Regions from separate parts of the Mus musculus genome. Here regions 2 and 3 are each linked to region 1. A link is a contact called in public HiChIP or PLAC-seq data. All regions are on one chromosome and are shown on one strand. Each heading gives the region's core, a stretch centred on a gene start, on an enhancer-like site or on the middle of the called end of the contact. The rest is flanking DNA. Distances are from core to core; before and after follow the strand shown. Region 1 holds the start of Slc44a3 (solute carrier family 44, member 3). Region 2 has its middle 20 kb from the start of F3. Region 3 overlaps Gm33363 (a long non-coding RNA gene).

The links. HiChIP or PLAC-seq counts read pairs in DNA pulled down with a chosen protein or histone mark.
Region 2: a contact with region 1 is called in an HNF4G HiChIP or PLAC-seq map of pancreatic cancer cells. The contact joins the enhancer-like site here to the promoter of Slc44a3 in region 1. A contact is called at or near these places in 11 of 39 promoter capture datasets (the C10 cell line, the HPC-7 cell line, HPC-7-derived erythroid cells and 7 more), 1 of 15 datasets of contacts at CTCF or cohesin (the NIH/3T3 cell line), 11 of 484 Hi-C or Micro-C datasets (the AML12 cell line, the C10 cell line, the HPC-7 cell line and 7 more), 11 of 115 datasets of contacts at active chromatin or transcription factors (the HPC-7 cell line, bone marrow-derived macrophages, embryonic basal ganglia and 6 more) and 3 of 9 other capture datasets (adipose tissue, liver and macrophages).
Region 3: a contact with region 1 is called in a FOXA1 HiChIP or PLAC-seq map of pancreatic cancer cells. The contact joins the enhancer-like site here to the promoter of Slc44a3 in region 1. A contact is called at or near these places in 5 of 39 promoter capture datasets (the 3T3-L1 cell line, embryonic stem cells, hematopoietic stem and progenitor cells and 1 more), 1 of 484 Hi-C or Micro-C datasets (morula), 4 of 115 datasets of contacts at active chromatin or transcription factors (embryonic stem cells, pancreatic cancer cells and stem cell-derived neural progenitor cells) and 4 of 9 other capture datasets (adipose tissue, embryonic stem cells, liver and 1 more).

What each region holds. Positions count from the first base shown.
Region 1 is chr3:121,530,048-121,534,249 of GRCm38.p6, forward strand. It overlaps Slc44a3 (solute carrier family 44, member 3), which reads right to left and starts at 2,297. Exons shown (of 15, transcript NM_145394.3): 1 at 2,114-2,297; 2 at 1,620-1,724. The coding sequence starts at 2,152. Gm38684 (a long non-coding RNA gene) reads left to right here and starts at 1,530. Exons shown (of 2, transcript XR_376017.4): 1 at 1,530-1,893; 2 at 2,030-2,417. A530020G20Rik (a long non-coding RNA gene) reads left to right here and starts at 2,897. Exons shown (of 2, transcript XR_867597.1): 1 at 2,897-3,091; 2 at 3,528-4,202.
Region 2 is chr3:121,701,879-121,706,080 of GRCm38.p6, forward strand. No RefSeq gene overlaps it. Among named protein-coding and RNA genes, the nearest start is that of F3, 20 kb to the right of the region's middle. Within about 2 kb of position 1,868, at least 25 of the 459 cell types and tissues checked have an H3K27ac peak or open chromatin away from gene starts, as enhancers often do. A contact at or near this core is called in the NIH/3T3 cell line, adipose tissue and pancreatic cancer cells, where this site is marked.
Region 3 is chr3:121,370,149-121,374,350 of GRCm38.p6, forward strand. Gm33363 (a long non-coding RNA gene) reads left to right here. Exons shown (of 4, transcript XR_867593.1): 2 at 3,253-3,369. Among named protein-coding and RNA genes, the nearest start is that of Gm33363, 3.2 kb to the left of the region's middle. Within about 2 kb of position 1,908, at least 56 of the 459 cell types and tissues checked have an H3K27ac peak or open chromatin away from gene starts, as enhancers often do. A contact at or near this core is called in pancreatic cancer cells, where this site is marked.

The sequences.
Region 1 (4,202 bases), core at 1,047-3,546:
ATTCAGAGCTTCAGGCTTGCTTTCTGTTTATGAATTTCATACAAGCATAAGCACAGGCTGGTGTCCTTTCTATTTGCAGGGACAGCTCTGGATGCAAGCCTGGCATCTTCCCATAAGCCTCTTTATCTATCCCCAGCCAGGGCCAGCACCATCAGTAATAATCCTGTCCTACACTTGGTCAGTTGGTATATCCATCACAAGACCCAGAAGTGCAGCAGTGAACACACACACACACACACACACACACACACACACACACACACATACCTTGTCCTGCTTTAAACAGGTATCTGAAGCTAAAATTTTTGCAGAAGATGAAAGAAGCCAGTCAGCTAAAAAAGAACTCTTATGCCTAACACAGTGAAGAGAATCTGGGCATATGGAAACCTTTAGATTTCTCTTACAAACAAAGTGTACTTTCTCTGCAGTTTCCAGCTCAGGGTGTGCAATGTCTCAGCCGGCTAATAATTCTTTAGGCTGGGAAGGGCCATATGCGATCTTCTCTCTAGGCAGCCTGAGAGTTTGAGCAGCAGAGGGGCAAGGGAGGATCATTAAATAACATTAACAGCCCAAGGTCAAAGCTGCAGACGCAGGAGGGACAGCTGCTCCCTATATTTACATAACAGCAGAACTGGAGAGAAATGGCAACCAACGATAGGGAAGGCAACAGGACTAGGTAGGTACACAGACTTCTCTGAGCTCCTTAAAGAGAGCTTGGAGGGCCTTATGAGTGGCAGTAGCAGCAGCAGCAGCAATAACAAACACATCCAGGCCCAGCCTTTCTCTGTGTATCTAACCACATCTACGCAAAACCATTTGGAAAGTTAAAAATTAAATGAATGCGTCCTTTACTTGGAAAGAACAAATGTGGTTTTTACAGTCAATTCAAACTAAAGTCTTCTTAACAAAGGTAATTACTATCAGGTAGATATTATAGGGCAACCTGAGTGAATCATTAACTATACAGCACACAGCATGACCCAACCCGGCATGGGTGACTTCATTAGCACAGCCTTTGAACAAAGTGAATGAAGCTCTAAGAATAAGTGTCAAGACTCAGCTCTGAGAGACTCCTCGGATGTCACGGCAGGGTCTGGTAGGGTCTACCATCGATCGTGTATACAAGTGTGCTATGAGAGGGGTTGCATCAAGTTAAACACAGTAGATCAAGGCCGTGCATGTATGTGTGTGTGTGTGTGTGTATAACTCTGTGTGTACACAGTTTTTAAAAAAGCAGTCTCTTTCTAGACCTTGACTTTTTCCTATGCTAGAAAACAGCAAATGTTGAGAAATACTTGACTGAGGGGTATGGATGATGTAAAAGGACTTCCACTCTGAGAGCTTACAAAGCCAAAGAAGAAAGGCACTGCTGCAAGCTGTGATTCTCCATATCCTAATGGAATTACCCAATAAATCTTGGTCTCCGGCAGGAAGGCAGTCTTCCCAGAGAGTTTAGGAGATTGTGAAATCCCAGAACAAGAATTTCTTAACTCATGGTCATTCTAAACCAATCACAGAAGTTTGTCCTTGCAGCATAAACTTTAAACCAGTAACGTCTAAGACACACTTGTATCTGGACACACACCCGGGATTTAGGCCTGCCAAGCAGCCATACTTACCAAACCAGTCCAAAAGAGAAAGAACAAGACTAGCCACGGTGTATCGGTGCATTTTCTATAAATTTGGGGTCGCCATTCTCTTTGCCTTGTTTTCTCTGCAGAAACCTTCCAGGAAAACGGAGAGTTGAGAAAAGCAAGAGAAACAGTTAGGTGAAATCAACCGAACCGAAACCTCTCCAAAGGCTGCTAAAGCAACTCAACTCTATCACTGGGGAAGATCAGCTCTCTGCAGGATGGATGTGAAACCCCCCCGGGGGCCAAGTTCTTACTAGAGGTAAGACACCCCTCACCCCCTAGTCCCTTGCGCCTTCCTGGCCTCAGCCCAACACTTGTGTCAGGTACTGGGTCCTCAGTGCCAGGTGTCTTTAAAGGAGCGGTGTCACTGAGAGAAAGTGGTTTATCTCCCAAAGGACAGAGGAGCCGGAAGCGTCCTGTCTGTGCAGGTAGGTGCCCGCAGAGGCCGCTTCTCTCAGGACTCAAGTTGTCGCTCTTACCAGGTACTCGGCGCCCAAGCACTGCATGGTACCCGGCATCTGGGATTGGCGGCGGCGGTGGTCGCCTTGCACACGGGACAGAGGTGCGGCGACCGGGCCAAGTGGCCCAGGAGGGGCGGCAGGGCGAGCAGGGCTCAGCGCCTCCTAGAGGTCCAGGGCGCTGGTCCCCTAGACACGCCCTTTCCGTGGTGGCTTTAGGCTGGGAGGACCTGCTGGGAGCGGGGGTGGCACCTGCGCAGCACCGGTTCCCAGGAAGTGCTCCTGACCACTGTGCGACGCCTGGGCCCGTTGCCAGCGCCTGGAGTTAGAAGTGAGGCCTCAGGGATCATTCCTGAGGGCGGGGAGCTTGCAGGGGTGTGTCACACACAGGTAAGTGGTGCTTTGTGTGTGCCGAATCCTGCCCTGAAAGGTTCACCAGTTCTCTTCCAGGCGCATCAAGTTGCAATCTGTTGTCATCCTTGAGCTAAGATCAGACAGCAATGGCGACACTCTGTCAAGGGGCTCAGTGTCTATCATTCCAGCTGCTATTTCTATAAGGCTGAATCTTCTCCAGCGTGAGTCCCAGGAACACAAAGCCCTCAGAGGACTGATTTAATATCTCTCTCTCTCTCTCTCTCTCTCTCTCTCTCTCTCTCTCTCTCTCTCTCCTGTCTCTCTCTCTCTCCTTTCTCTCTCTCTTCCTCCCTCCTTCCCTCTCCCTCTTCCTCTCCCCCTCCCTCCCTCCCTCCCTCCCTCCCTCCCTCTCTCTCTCTCTCTCTCTTTCTCTCTCTCTCTCTCTCTCTCTCTCTCTCCTGTCTTTCTCCTCTCTCCTCTCTCTCTCTCTGTCTGTCTATCAGTAGGTCTCTTTCTCTCCCTTTTGTGTGTGGGGTGCTCACTTCCCTCCTCTTTGCATCATCATCTGATTTTCCAGTGGGCACCCTTTGAAGCACATCCAGTGTGAATGTCCCTGGCAAGAACAGTTTTCTCTTCAACATTCAGGTGGGCACCAAAGCGCTGCTGAGGTGAGGAGTTTTAAAAAGGGCTGCGGAGGACTTTCCTTCTCGGTCCCCTTTCTCTGCCCCAACCCATCTACCTGCCCCTCCACACCGTCAGGCTGCTAGCCCACTAAGTGCAGAGGTCCCGTCATGTTTCAGAAGATATTATTTCGCTCTGGTCCTCTCCGACCTTTGGCTATTACAATCTTTCTGCTTCCTCTTTTGGGATGTTCTCAGAGACTTGTGTGAGTAATTCGGTGGAAGTTAGAGGCGAATAGCATCAGGATATATTGCATGTATGTATAGAAATAGTAAAAGATAGTACAAATATTATATTAAAAAATAACCAGGGAGTGGTTAGAGGGTAATGATCCTTAATGGATCTCTGCTGTGCGGGGAGGAATCCCTTCCAGGCTAATTATCTTCCTTCTCACTCTTAGCTCTCAGAACATTCCTGAATGCAGGCTTCTCAGAACGAGTAGCTGGATTTCCAGGGGGCCCTGAATTCATCCCCTAGAGTCCCCCCTTCAAGTAGACATTTGCACAACTACAGAAAGAGCACAGTTTAGCCACAGCATCTCAAACAAATTAGTACCAGAACCGATGGATGGAGAGGCTTAAATACACACAGCATGTATATTTATATTTACTGTGATGATTACGGTAGTATCGATGAAGCCGGAAAATAAAGATGAAGCAGAACCAAAAAGCTCTGTTAGACATGGAGAATAAAATGATCAGAATGACAGCTTATTTGGCTCCACTTAGTAACAGTGTGGATTAAGCCATGGAAGAGATGTGGCAGAAGCTGAGTAAGAAGGAACGGCAGTGTTTGCGTGACAATCACATCTCTTGTCACATCTTGTCACATCTCTTGGCCTCTGGATATATGAATGACCTGGTGAAGAAACCTCCTACTTTCATCCACCACGTATCTGCACCAGTCTCTTATATGTCTCTTACTCAAGTCTTTTATGGTGCACACCGGTCTTCAGAAACCATTTTCTCCTTTCAAAGTGTGAAGACAATTCTTTGTGTTTCCCTGAAACCTGGTCCTGATGGGTGCTATCTGGAGATGCTCATTGGAGAAAATACCATGTGGTAGATGTGTTTCC
Region 2 (4,202 bases), core at 618-3,117, 170 kb after region 1:
CGCATAAAGTGCTTTGGGGGACAGAAGAGGCTATCAGACCCTCTGGAACTGCAGCTGCAGACAGTTGTTAACTGCCATGGTGGCTGGAAACTGAACCCATGTCCTCTGGAAGAGCAGAGAGTGCTCTTAACCACTGAGCTATCTCTTACAACATCCTCGGTCAGCAGGGCACTCCAGGTCATTTCTTGTAGGTGGAGGCATGGAGAACAGATCCTGTGAACCAGATATGGCTCAGGGCGGTCCTGTTGACAGAAGCATTTGAAGATGTGATATTTAATGTATGTGAAGCTTTGGCTCTGGCTAAGCAAAATAGTCGTGGCAGTCTGATTAAATGGGTGAGCATGCTAGATGTTACTTTAGTTAGCATGAAATCATTTCATGTTCCAAAACAAACAAACAAACAAACAAACATAGACCGCCTGTGAAGTGCTTTCAGTATTCAGTGAGCTTCAGGATTTTGTGAAGGACAAAACTCGAAGTGCTGATTTGGGGGAAAAAATGGGCTCCCCAAACTGTCTCAGCTTTGACCCAGCAGTTCTAGATGTATAGGAAGGAACCTTAATGTTTACTTTGAATATAAGGAAACTCAGAGAAGAAGATTACTCAAAGTTAATGAAGAGAGGTGTTCCCTCAGAGCCAAGAGTCCAAGTGTCTCCCAGTTTCTCACTGTCTCCCACCACACTGCTGGCATGGAGAACTGTGGGCCAGCTCAGCAGTGGCTTGAGGCTCTCCCAGACTCAACTGCACATCACTCGGGTCAGGTGCCTTCTTCAGACATGGTGTCTGCTTCTGAAGGAAGGGAGGTTTGATGGACAGTCCTTAGAAATCTCACATTTGGGGGCTTTAATTCTCAGCCTCCTTACAACAGTTACATTCTTGTAAATTCTACCCTGACACAGATGTTTTGAGCTTCCTGAGAGGAGAGGAGAGAGGAGGAGAAGGAGGAGAGAGAGGAGAATGGAGAGAGTGTGGAGAGGAAAGAGAGAGAGAGAGAGAGAGAGATATGAAATTGAAGACAAAACTAAAATAGTTTCATTAAAATATAGGATGTATTATTTTATTTGGCTGCTAACCCATAGTTAAATGAAGCTTTTCATAATATATTTACTCCAGAGTCATCTATTTAAAGATTCAAACTACATACACATGTTTAGAGACTCAAGAGTTTGAAAACGATCTTAAGATTGCCCTTCTGATGATCATGGGAGAGGTCTGGGTTCCTATGTCATCATGAACATGAAGCTACTTTAAGCCCTTGCTCTTTCATTAAAGACATATAAAGATGAGCTAAGATACTCACTTGATTTATTTTCTTCCTTAATAATCTCTAGATGAATTCAGATGTCAAACTATCTGAATATAAAGAGCAATGTTCAAAGACTGCCCGCATGATAGGGCTTAAGCGGTCTTCTTGAAGCCTTGCTGAGTCATGCCCCTAGCTGTTCACCCCTCCCCTGAGACATCAGGCAACTGTGAGAAATCTCATATGAACCCAAGTACACAAGGCTTGCACCAGTCCATAACCACCTCAGCCGTCTCGCCACTGGGGGTAAAAATGTCTCCCTCTGATCACTGACACAAAGGGCAGGGTTTAGATATTGGCAAGGGCATGGTTTGGATACTAGCTCACATGATTCCAGCAAGAACAGTCTATTTCTCGAGAGGTTTCCAAAATTAATAATACAGACATCTGGAAGTCACTAGTCCTCAAAAATTACAAACCCTTGATGATGCTTATCAGGGATGCTATCATGGGATGTTCTGAAAGGTCTTGAAGAGTTTTCTCCTGACATCAATCACCACATGCAGAAAGGCTGAGCGATAAGGAAGCGGTATCAAGCAATAGTCTGAAGGGACTTGGGCCAGTGTGCTGAGTCACTCACTGGCTTTCCACAAACCTTTTTAAAGGTTTGGATGAATGGAATATATAGAAACTGTACATATGATGTGCAAATAAATTGGTTAAGTGTTGTTGTTGTTGTTGTTTTAACAAAAAACACAGTTGTGTATCCAGCACCCCAGAAGAACCGCAGGTGGGAATCTCCATCCACATTCTTTTTTCTTTCTCTTGACTTAGAGATCATACGGCGTCTATCTATCCTTCTCTGCCTGGCTGCTTTTACTCAGACATATGTTTATGTGAGTCACCTGCTGTCCTGTTAGCAGGATCCTGTTCATTCTAATCTCCATTATGCATTCCACTGTGGGGAGTCTGCCTCTAGAGTAGTCTATTACTGATGCACATCTATTACTTGGCTTCACACTGTGAAGCAAAATTTATTGTCTGATTTGGAAGCTGAAAAAAAAAGTTTCATGTGGGATTTGTATGCTGAGAGGGAAGAAGAGAATGAAGGAGAAACTTCTTTGGTCTGCTTTGCTCCCCGCCCCCAACCAAAGAAAGATGCTCGTGAGAGCAGAGCTGCAACAGGCAGGAGAGGTCTCCAGTCTTTATTTTTTTTTTTTTTTTAAAGATTTATTTACTTATTTATTATATGTAAGTACACTGTAGCTGTCTTCAGATGCACCAGAAGAGGGCATTAGATCTCATTACAGATGGTTGTGAGCCACCATGTGGTTGCTGGGATTTGAACTTCGGACCTTCGGAAGAGCAGTCGGGTGCTCTTACCCACTGAGCCATCTCTCCAGCCCCAGGTCTCCAGTCTTAAGGAGTTAGGAAGAACCCCTGTCTATGGAATTCTCCAGAAGGACTACCTACAGGATACTGAATATGTGTAAACAACAGGAAAGCCCTGTGGTCTCTTAGAATCCTCTGTATTTACTTCAAAGTGGCTAAGACCCCCATTCAGCCCCAGGCAACTATGGGTTCAGTCTAGCTTCTCACCACACTTGGATGCCCGGCTACTACTTATCTCCAAAATTCTTAAGAATTAGAATTAAAATTCTTAAGATAAGATCCCAGGAATTTTAGGTCCCTGTCTTAGACATAATTTAGGCCAAACAGATTTATGTCCCAGTCTTAGACATAATTTAAGCCAAACCTTTCTGTTTTGATTAGCTCGTTTTTTATTCCCCTTTCCAAGAACACAATAATTATTCTGCTTAAAATGCCCTTGAGATTTTAAGATAATAAGTTTCCAATAGTTTGAGGCAAAGCTAGCTTAGCCCTGGTCATGGTTATCAGGATATAATGATTTATAATATATTTAAGCCAAGTCCGACAGTGTTGGTCTGTAATCCCAGATGTGGAGAGGCTGACATGGTAGATTGAAAATTCAAGGGCTGCTTAGGCGACACAGGAAGTCCAAAGCCAGCCCAAGTGACTTAGTGAGACTTTCTCAGGGCAAAAAGCAAAAGGAGGCTGAGAATACAGCTCAGTGGTAGAGCACACACTAGCCATACTGGAATAAGTGTGTGTGTGTGTGTGTGTGTGTGTGTGTGTGTGTGTGTGTGTGTGCGTGCGTGCGTGTGTGTGTGTGTGTGTGTGTGTGTGTGTGTGTGACAGAGAGAGACAGAGAGATACAGAGACAGACAGAGAGACAGGGACAGAGACAGACAGAGACAAACAGAGACAGAAACAGATGGACAGAGAGAGACAGGGAGACTAAGAACCAGTACATGAAATCAAGTACTATTATCATCAGAGAGAGAGAGAGAGAGAGAGAGAGAGAGAGAATGAGAGAGAGAGAGAGAGAGAGAGAGAGAGAGAATGAGAATGTTCATTTGGTAGGGGGATCCTGGGAAGAACATGGAATAGTGTTTGTATTCACTGGTTTGAAAAGACTTTGAGACTATGCCTATATTGAGGGTGTTTATGTTTAACATCTTAGCAAGGCTTTGAAGAAGTTGTATGTGTATACACATGGGTACCCTCAAAGATTTTAAACATTTCATAAAGAGCAAGCTACTGTCTGTACAAACAAACACATGAGATGATAGCGATTTTTTTTTAAAGACAAAGCTGGGAATTTAATTTTTGAAATTCCTCCTCTTGTCTCTTTTTGGCTGAGTATTTCTTTTCACTGTTTCTTCCTGACTACGTAAGCACATCACAACAATATGAAATAGCAGTCTATGGCGTGTGGCTAACAGGACATCAGGATACTCATTCACATCATCTCAGGTGGAACGAACATTCATGCTGTGGTCCAGAAGCATCCTTTGCTCCAGACAGCTGATTTTCAGGCTTAAAGCTCACTGACGAAAGCCATAGCCCTGCTGTGTGGATTGCAGGGAGGGAGCAG
Region 3 (4,202 bases), core at 658-3,157, 160 kb before region 1:
TAAAGGCATGCGCCACCGCTGCCCGACTGGATTTATTTTCGTTGCTCGTGTTAACACTTTATCTATCTTTGCCAGCCCTACTTTTAGAACTTAAAATTGTTCAATGATTTATTTCTTTTTAACATTGGGGGTGTGTGTGTGAATGTTTTACCTGTACGGGTGTATGTGCATACATGCATGTCTGGTACACTCAGAAGAGGACATGGTATCTCCTGGAGCCGGAGTAACAGGTGGTTGCGAGTCACCCTGTGGGTGCTGGGTGTTGAAGCTGGGTCCTCTGCAAGAGCAGCAAGCACTTGTACCTGCAGAGTCATCTCTCCCTGCTTTGGACCTTTTAACTGTGGAAACGCTCGCTCGCACATAGTACGGAAGAACTAGAAATGACGCCGGATGCTTCTGTAGCAATTGCCCATGTGTTTACCCGCTGCCTGCCCACATTGCTGCGGGATGGGGCGTGGCTACAGCTGTTTCATCTGCGTGTTCCCTTTCCCTCTCTGGTGACAGACCTGGGAGTCAGAAGACTTTCAGTAAGATCTTAAGGAGAGCATTTTAGTCTCGCTCTGTCTGTCTGGCCTCTATTGGCTCAGCCTGCATGCTTGTGGACTGTCGGTGACCATGGCTCAGGCCCGTTCACATACTCTGCATGATCTTAGGCCCAGATAATTCAGGAAAAATCAGTTTGAGAACTGAGCCTCTTTTAATCTGCCTACTAGGTTGGGACCGGATAAGGACTGGTTTGGGCTTTTGATTTGTCGACGTCTCCCGGACAGCTCTGTGTATAGTATTTCCATAAACTGTCTTCTTTCCCTTCCCTTCTCTTGAACGAAGAACGAAGCCATCTCCCCCCACACCCCCTCTTTTTGAGAAGAGACAAGAGCCTGCCGTTCCAGCCTCTTCCATCCCTCCTGCTGTTGCTTGGCTTTTCTTCAGTTTTATTCTAGCCAGTATTTGTATCTCCAGAGGGTCTGCAGCCACATGGGGCCCTGAAATGGGGCGAGCCCCCCCCCCCAAATTCTTACAGAAGATGACCATGTCTCAGTCACGGGAGCCAGGCTGAAAACTTTTTTAAAGTTCTTTTTATAAAGTCATTAAACGTGAAATCAATATTTTAAAAGACTAAGGTGGGGGGTGGGCTTTGAGAGTTCCAAATAGACAGAAAAGCTGATTTCATACTTCCCTGCCAAAAACATTGTTCTTGCTTTCAGGCAAATGACTTGGGTGTTAATTAAGGCTTCACACTTCCTGGCTATCTCCTTTTTCACATTCTTGCTGCTAATCGTCATGTTAAGAGACACATGACTTCTGTTTCAAAGGCTCCAGTTTAAGAGTGGAAACAAAAATCTCAGCTCCACAGGAAAGGAAAAGAGATTAGGATTCGAGTCCAGCCATTTGCTTATTCATCTGCATATGGTTAAAAGATTTCCAAGCATCCACTGGTTTCTCTTTCACTGTGACATGAGGCCAACCCAAGGAGGGGAAGAGAAAAATCCTGTTCCTCTCCTGATGTAGGAGCACATCTTCCATTCGCCTTGGGGGCAAGAGATTGCTTCCTCTTTTAATAGTAAGCCAAAGTAACCGAACTTGGAGAAACTGGCTTCTTCTGAAAGTTATTTTTCCAGTTAGCTTTTCATTTTATTTGCAGTGCCAGGCTGGAAACCATGCACACATTAGACTTAGCTGTATTTCCGGCCCTAATTACCTGTTGCTCTGCATCAATTTACAAATTAGCGGTGGGAAACAAGCATCATTTAATGAAGCCCACAGACTCTGTGGGTCAGCACTTCACAGGGTCTAGAAGGAAAGGCTTCTTCAGCTTCATGGTGTCTGAGCTTCAGTGGGGAGACAGGGGGGTGGAGGACACTAAAAGGGCTAGGAGTGACTCAACAGGCTCAGCTCGAAGATCCAAGGCCTGAAGCACCATGACTCAAGTTTGTACTAAGATCTGTCAACACGGTGTCTACGCACAGCCTGCCCATCCGTGAGCCTTGAGTTCCTCTGCAGTGTGGCTGGGTTCACTCTTCCAGAGAGTGATCATATCAGGACTCTGAGTGCAAATGTCACTTCAGGTGTGTTCCAAGTAGCTAAGGACCTCAAATTCAGGAAAAGACAGTTCAGAGGGAAGAGAGAAGCTGAGGCGTAAAAGACCAATTTGAAAACTATAATGCCAGACATGGTGCATGCCTTTGACCCCAGCACTTGAGAGGCAGAGGCATGGGATCTCTGCGAGTTTGAGGCCAGTCTCTTTGTTCTACATAGGGAGTTCCAGGAGAGCCAGGCCTACATAGTGAGACCTTGTCTGGAAAAAAAAGAAAAAAAAGTCTAGTACATTTCCGTCACACTGGCCCAGGGGGCAGGAGAGGCCATGCTGGTGTGATTAAAAATGAGACCACTTTACTGAGCTTGAAGGAGCAAGTTATTCCATGCTGGCCATAGTGGTTTCCACTGGGATATAATTCACATAAAATCCACCCATGTGTAGTTCAGTGGGTTTTAGTACATTCACAGTTGTATGACCATGATTACGAATTCCAGACACACATAACTCACATGTGTTAGAAGTAACTCTTCCATGTCACCTTCCACTGCCCTCGGATTCTGCTGGCCCAATTTCTCTCTGTGGATTGGTCATTTATAAGAAGGATTTATTTGTCTTTTGTTACTAGCTTCTTTCACTTAACATAGTATTTTCAAGTTTCACTGATAGAATACAGTGCATGTGTGCGTGTGTGTGTGTGGTAGTGTATGGTGTGTATGTGTGTGGTATAGGGTATGTACACACTCATGAGTGCATGTAACTATACATACTGAAGTACAATGTCCTTCTCAGTCACCCTCCATCTTATTCTTTGAGATGTGGTTTTTTTCACTGAATTTGAGTTTACTGGTAGAGATAGACTGGCTGGCCAGCAAGTTCTGTTGATCAGCATCTCTCTGCTGCCCCTAACCCTGAACTGTACTGCAGGAACATGCTGCTATGCCTGATTTATCACATGGGCGCTGGGAGCCTGACCTCTGGCCTTCATCCTTACATGACAAGCACATTTGACTGAGCCATCTCCCTAGTCCCTATTCCATTCCTTTTATCGATTGAATAATATTCCATTGTCTGTCTCTACCTGGCACATTTCATTTACCCATTTAATAGTTGACGGACATTTCAGTAATTCCTGGTTTGGGGCTGTTTTATGTAATGATGTTGTGAATATTGTGGTTTGTTTGTTTGTTTTCATGAAATACATTTGCAATCTCTAGGGAAATATAGCTAACGATGGGACTGCTGGTGATGAACGCCCAAACTGCAGGACTGGGGGATGGCTCACTGGAGAAATCAGTTGTCAGACAGAGTCCAGATCACTGGGATGGATATAGGTAAGAAATCAAGGTGGGAGTGGTGGCCTGCCTCCAATCCCAGCAGGGGAGAGGTGGAGGCAGGAATCCCCACAGAGTTGGCTGGCCTGCGAGCTCTGGGTTCAGTGAGAGACTCTGTCGCAGTGAGTGGAGAATGAGTAAGGAAGGCATCTGGCTGTCACATGTACAGTCATGCACATGTCCCCGCATGATCCCATATACTCATGTATGTATGAACACTATAAATGCAGATGCCATACACACACACACACACACACACACACGAGTATATGTCACAGAAAAACTCTTCGGATCCTTCCAAACCGAAGAATGTTGATTGTAGACAAAATAAACATAAAACTAGGTTTTACAACGAGAACAAGAAAGGCCGTTTAAGTGTTGCATTTATTTCACGTTTAACTCACAAGGTTCAAAGTTTCAGCCTGCCAACCTGGTCTATAAACCTGAATCTGTTTTCCTAATGTGATATTCTTAGCCAACAGACTGCTACCAGCCACAAAATGTCACCGAGTTCTTTATCAGCCTAAGGCCTGCACCTCTCATTGCTCGGTAAATATTTGAGGCATTCCGGAGTCAGCTTGACCAGATGTTTACTGGAGTCTTTTTAACTCACTGAATGCTCCCCTTTCTCTAAGGACACACTCCCCAAGCCGGAGCAAAGGATGGCTGACCTCAAAGTGTCCCCTGCCTCTGCTGCTCCAGCAACTGTGCTGTGGATCAGGGAAGGCAGCTGCCCAGTGAGGCCCTGTGTGCGCGTGCTGGCTTTCCCATCCACATGCCTTTAACGTGGCCAATTGATGATTTTCAGTGTTTGAGTTTCCTTACTACATAAA